2 separate regions of the Mus musculus genome follow, and region 1 is linked to region 2. A link is a contact called in public Micro-C data. All regions are on one chromosome and are shown on one strand. Each heading gives the region's core, a stretch centred on a gene start, on an enhancer-like site or on the middle of the called end of the contact. The rest is flanking DNA. Distances are from core to core; before and after follow the strand shown. Region 1 overlaps Dlg5 (discs large MAGUK scaffold protein 5). Region 2 holds the start of 4930519K11Rik (RIKEN cDNA 4930519K11 gene).

The links. Hi-C and Micro-C count contacts between places; a contact is called where the count stands out from the background.
Region 1: a Micro-C map of embryonic stem cells shows a contact between it and region 2, with 1.8 times the contacts expected there. The contact joins the enhancer-like site here to the promoter of 4930519K11Rik in region 2. A contact is called at or near these places in 7 of 484 Hi-C or Micro-C datasets (the N1E-115 cell line, cortical neurons, embryonic fibroblasts and 1 more) and 1 of 115 datasets of contacts at active chromatin or transcription factors (embryonic stem cells).

The regions. Positions count from the first base shown.
Region 1 is chr14:24,132,864-24,135,563 of GRCm38.p6, reverse strand. It overlaps Dlg5 (discs large MAGUK scaffold protein 5), which reads left to right. Exons shown (of 32, transcript NM_001163513.1): 32 at 1-1,611. Among named protein-coding and RNA genes, the nearest start is that of Gm52142, 14 kb to the right of the region's middle. Within about 2 kb of position 1,408, at least 8 of the 459 cell types and tissues checked have an H3K27ac peak or open chromatin away from gene starts, as enhancers often do. A contact at or near this core is called in embryonic stem cells, where this site is marked.
Region 2 is chr14:24,003,607-24,006,306 of GRCm38.p6, reverse strand. It overlaps 4930519K11Rik (RIKEN cDNA 4930519K11 gene), which reads right to left and starts at 1,316. Exons shown (of 3, transcript NR_131107.1): 1 at 1,170-1,316; 2 at 853-1,012; 3 at 470-626. It overlaps Kcnma1 (potassium large conductance calcium-activated channel, subfamily M, alpha member 1), which reads left to right and starts at 2,102. Exons shown (of 28, transcript NM_001253364.1): 1 at 2,102-2,559. The coding sequence starts at 2,182.

The DNA.
Region 1 (2,700 bases), core at 159-2,658, 130 kb before region 2:
GCTCTGCCAGAGGCACCTCCATGAGTGGACGGTGCGGACAGCTGGCGGCTCTTTTCCAGTCAGTAGAAGTCTGTCTGTCTGTCTATGGACAAGTTGGGAAGGACCCAGAACCAGGACTCCAGGAACACTTCCTTCGTTGGACGGAGAGCCACAAAGATTTGGGCCCAGCTGGTGGACAGCACTACTCACATGTGCGCTTTAAAACAAAAAAAGCAGAAACACAAAAGACTTGACCATCCCATAGCCAGCCCAGCAGAGGTGCTGCTGTGCCCAGGACCTTCCTGATCACAAGTTTACAAGCCTTTTCTAAGTATCTGGTTGTCTATGTTTACTTGAATGGCTCCACATCGGTGCCCAGCCCCTGACCCCGCCCCGTTCCTCCCTGTTGGTTTGATGTTACTGTCTTGGGCAGGACAATTCTGGAATCTCATGCGGTAGGGGGATGCTTTGCTACAGGAGGTTCCTGTCAGTGGGACCAGAGCTTTGACAGACCTCCTGCTTCTTGGTGGCCCCTCCCCTGGAAGACATAACAACTGCAGGTGCTCAGACCACTGTTGGTACCAGAACCAGTGCCTTGGTGGGGCCATCTTGCCACGGCAGCACTCCCTCCCTGGAAAGGCAGCTTTGGCGTTCTTGCAGATTCACCTCTCGGCCTTTCTCCTGCCTCCTTGGCCTCTTGTTTCTTCCCCAGCTGCAGTTTATATTTAAGCATCACAGTTTAGTCAGTCCTTGACTTCCTCAGCAGGGGGCATGGGTGTGCCATTGCTTCCCCATAGGCTCTGAGATGCTAGGCAGGCAGCCTTTGTCAGTGCAAGGTTGCAAGGTAACCCTTACTCTGGCATTGATGTAGCAGCTCTTTCTGGCATAAAACTATTCATGTCACAGACTTTGAAATGAGAGCTTCTAGTGGGTACAATGGTCAGACTCATAAGAAGAAAACCTGGGAGCTTTTTCATCTTGATTACAACATTCTCAGCTTGATTCCACAAGGATATCCCCATTCTTTGTTAGGTTTTCTGTTTTTGTTTTTCAATCTATTTTTTATCCCCCACCCCCTCCCCTCACCGCACTTCTGATGCCCGACCTATCTGCTAAAGAGCGGATTCAGTCCCTTCTTCAATTGTGTGTCCTGTTAATAGGTACTGTACTGGGTTCCGTGTGTCACTGGGGTGGTACCTATATTTTAATACTGTTCCTAACATTTCATTTTACTAGCAAGAAATCTTTGATTTCATTTTATTCTTTGTAACTCTAGACATTAGATTGTAGTTTGGCTATTATCGACATTTTTTTTAAAAAAGGGATATATTTTCTTGCACAGCTGTTTAAGGGGCGAGAGAGAGACAGTTGCAGCCCTCAAGGCTGTTCTGTGCCTTACAGGCACGAATTTTCTAGCTCAGACAACTGAGGAAAAAAAACCGCAGACCACGCTCAAGGTCTTACTCTGCACAGTTACAGGACAGGGGCTATTTCCCTGGTCATAGGCCCTGTTCGGTGTTCAGCGAGGAGGCAGGTATGGATCTGACAGGTGGGACATGCTGGACTAAAATGTTACTTTGTATCGCAAACAAAACAGACTTCAGTTCAACAAATAAAGGTCAGTTTGTGTAATCCCTGTGTGTAGACCCTGGTGGAGGCAGCTCCTCCTCCTGCTCACCCTGTTTGTAGCGTCTTCTCTCTCCTGGCCTTTATCCCAGAACCAGGCCTCTGCAGCTCTGGGACTAGAAGCCTTGCGGAGCTGCTCTCCACTGGGACCCATGAGTGCCGGAGCCACCGTCCTCGGGCTGATGAACGAGGTTCACTGACAATGCGCAGTCTCTTACCTGATGCTCCCACCCACTTCTGCTGACTCCTCTTGTGCCCTGCCATCTGTCTGCCTAGTGGTGCACTGGGGGACCATTGAAGTGTGACCAGCCCCTCAGGTCCTCATGTTCAAGCCCCCATGTGTCAAGCTGTGCTATGAGAAGCAAGGAGGAAGGAATATTTGGGGGTTGGGGGGGGTGGGGAACTCGGAGTGTCCACATTTGGTGTGCTATATGAAGCTTCAGGTTGGAAATGTCCTACCTGGCTTGGGACCCTGTTGTAAAAAAAAAAAAAAAAAAAAAAAAAAAAAAAAACTCAGAGCATCACCTTGTGACACTCAGAGCCACAGGGCCCCAGAAGCAGCCTGCAGAGGAGGCAGGTCCCAGGTGCTGCATAACTGGGGGAGAGGCATAGCCTGTGGTTACAAGGAGGCAGGGCTCAGGCCTAGCGTACAACCTGCCTCTACTACTCATGTTTGTGTATATCATTCGTATGTGTGTGTATGCGTGCTGCATGTATTCACGAGCATGCTTGCCTGTGGGTGTGGATGTGAGGGTCAGAGGTCAGCATCCAGAGTCTTCTGTTATCATTCTCTCCTTATCTTTTTCCCCTTTGAGATAGAGCCTCTCATTGAACCTGGGGCTTACTGTTATGTCCACCTTTATAGCTCTGGGGTTATAGATTTACATTACCACCTCTGGCTCTTTTTTATTTTAAAGATTTATCTATTATTATATGTAAGTATACTGTTGCTGTCTTTAGACACACCAGAAGAGGGCATCAGATCTCATTATGGATGAGTTGTAAGCCACCATGTGGCTGCTGGGATTTCAACTCAGGACCTTCGGAAGAGCAGTCAGTACTCTTACTCGCTGAGCCCTCTCTCCAGCCCTATTT
Region 2 (2,700 bases), core at 67-2,566:
TGCCCCATAGCATGCACATGGACATGAGAGAATGGTTAACAGGAGTTAGCTTATTCCTTTGACTCTGTGAATTTCAGGGATCAGGCGCAGGGGGTCAGGTTTGGAGACAAGTACCTTTACCAGCAGAGCCATTTTGCTGGCCTTCTGTTGTGTACTATTTTATGGGGGAGGTGATTTTGACCTTAAGTCTTTTCTAATGGATATGTATACTGAGCCCAAGGAATGTACCAACCAATTTGAGACTCACATATTTTCAGTGTCTGCCAGGCTTGGCCTTCTTTGGCCCTCTGTATCCTAGGGCCAGGGTGTGGCTGACCAATGATTTAGGTCGAGACAGCTTGTTCAGGTAAGGAGGCTCCTTTGGGCCAGTTTACCATATGAAGAGTCTTGAAAGGAACCTGAGAATTCCAATTAGACTATAACTAATGAGCTGGAAACTTTGGGGAAATCACTGTGGGCAGTGAGGGGAGAGTGATCATCTTGGTTTTAATTAGCACAGGAAAAAGTTGTGGTCCAGCTGCCAGCCTGGAGAAGTGTCCAGAGGGAGGAAGTTTCTGTGTGCAACGATAGGGGGACTGGGGGTGGGGCGGGGGACAGGGGCTGCTGAACAATCCTGGACTCCTTCCCTTTAAAGGGGAGAAACGGGAGACCAGAAATGTAGAAAGGCAAGCCTGAATGCAGAGTACCCGTCATCCATTTGCCCTTCCCACACGAGTCTAAAGAACTAGGAAGCAGCCCTTTAAGAAACCTCCTTTTCTACCCAGTTTGTTCCACACCAACCACCAGGCTGCTGTCATCTTTGCTTAATAAGGAAACAACAAACAAACAAACAACAACAACCAACAAACCCACCTGCAGCTGTCAGAGGTCACAGACTACCAACAGACTTCCAGATGCCCCAGTTGTTCATCAGCAACTCACAACGTGGCATCTTGGAAACGAAAGAGTGAACTCTCTGTCAGCAGGTGTACTGTACTGGCTAGGGTCTTCCTTAGTCTCCAAGCCTTAGAATCTAGGGGCAATAAGTCCACTGAATCTAGCTGACAACCAGCCACTCCTCTCCCTATTAGGGGCCCCTTTGGGAAAACCGGCCTACCCCAGACACCTGGTGGTTTCCCCTTCTGGTACCCTGCTGAGCCTAGAGGGGCGCAACACCTGCAAAGTCCTACCTCTAGGCTGGTGGCGCTATACTCTACATCCTGGAAGATGGGGGGCCGCATGCCCCACCACTGCCAAATGACCTGCTGCCCCTACACAGCCCCAAGCCGAGGCGAGTTAGCCCGGTAAGCCTCCTCCCCTCCCGCTTCGGGCTGTTTGAGCCCGCGCCCGCTCCAGTTGCTGCAGCTGCCACTGCTGGCGGCTGCGGGGCGCGCGGGGCGCGCGCCGAAGAGGCTCGGGCTGCGAGAACGGGGACGAGGAGGAGCCCGAGGAGGCAAGGAGGAAGAAGCGAGCGGAGGCCGAGGAAGCTCAGGGTCACAGAGACCCGGCCCGAAGGGGTCCCGCAGAGCATCGGCTAGCTGGCCGCGGAGGCAGGGCAGACCGCCGCAACCAACCTGCCGCGGCCCCGCGAGCACAGGAGGCGGCGATCCAGGAGCGGAGCGCAGCCCCGGGGAGGAAGGGTGGCGCGGGCACGCCCGGTCGGGAGGGCGCGGATTCTCCGATCCTAAGGAGCTGTCGCCTCATCACCCGAGAGAGCTGTGCGGGGACGGGCGGGAGACCCCGGGCCCGGGCGCAGCGCACACGCGTGGCGCACGCCAGGCGGGCCGGGCGGCGCCGAGGGTACGCGGGATCGCGCTCACGGAGCTTCGGGAGGCACAGACCCCGGGCGCGGACCGCCCGCGGCGCCCCCTGGGCTCTCGGTGCTCCGCGCAGCCCCGGGGGCGATCGGGGCCGGGGTCGGGGAGTGGGAGCCACCCTCCCTCATCCCCTCCCCCCCCCGGGCCGGCCGGCAGCCCGGGGGAGGGCGGGCGGCGGCGCTTGGCTGTATATATCTCCGCACACCCTGCCAGGTCGCGCACAGCGCCCCGAGCCCAGGCGCCTCCCCGCCCCCCTCCCGGCGCTCCGCGGCGGCGGCGGCAGCGGCAGCAGTAGCAGCAACATGGCTGTTGATGGGTGTTCGGGGTGGCGCTGGCGGCGGGAGGAGCTCCCTCGAGCCCCTGCGCCTGCCGCCCATTGCTAGCTATGGCAAACGGTGGCGGCGGCGGCGGCGGCAGCAGCGGCGGCGGCGGCGGCGGCGGCGGAGGCAGCGGTCTTAGAATGAGCAGCAATATCCACGCGAACCATCTCAGCCTAGACGCGTCCTCCTCCTCCTCTTCCTCCTCCTCTTCTTCTTCTTCCTCCTCCTCTTCCTCCTCGTCCTCGGTCCACGAGCCCAAGATGGATGCGCTCATCATACCGGTGACCATGGAGGTGCCGTGCGACAGCCGGGGCCAACGCATGTGGTGGGCTTTCTTGGCCTCCTCCATGGTGACTTTCTTCGGGGGCCTCTTCATCATCTTGCTCTGGCGGACGCTCAAGTACCTGTGGACCGTTTGCTGCCACTGCGGGGGCAAGACGAAGGTAACGCGCGCCCCGGGCGCCCGCCCCTGCGCCATCCCAGCCGTTTCTCGGCGTCCCCCGCAGCCCACCTCTTAGCTCCGCACTGTGTCTTGCCTCCTGCTGTCCCTGCCAGCCTTGTCCCCGCCGCTTGCCCTTCCCTCC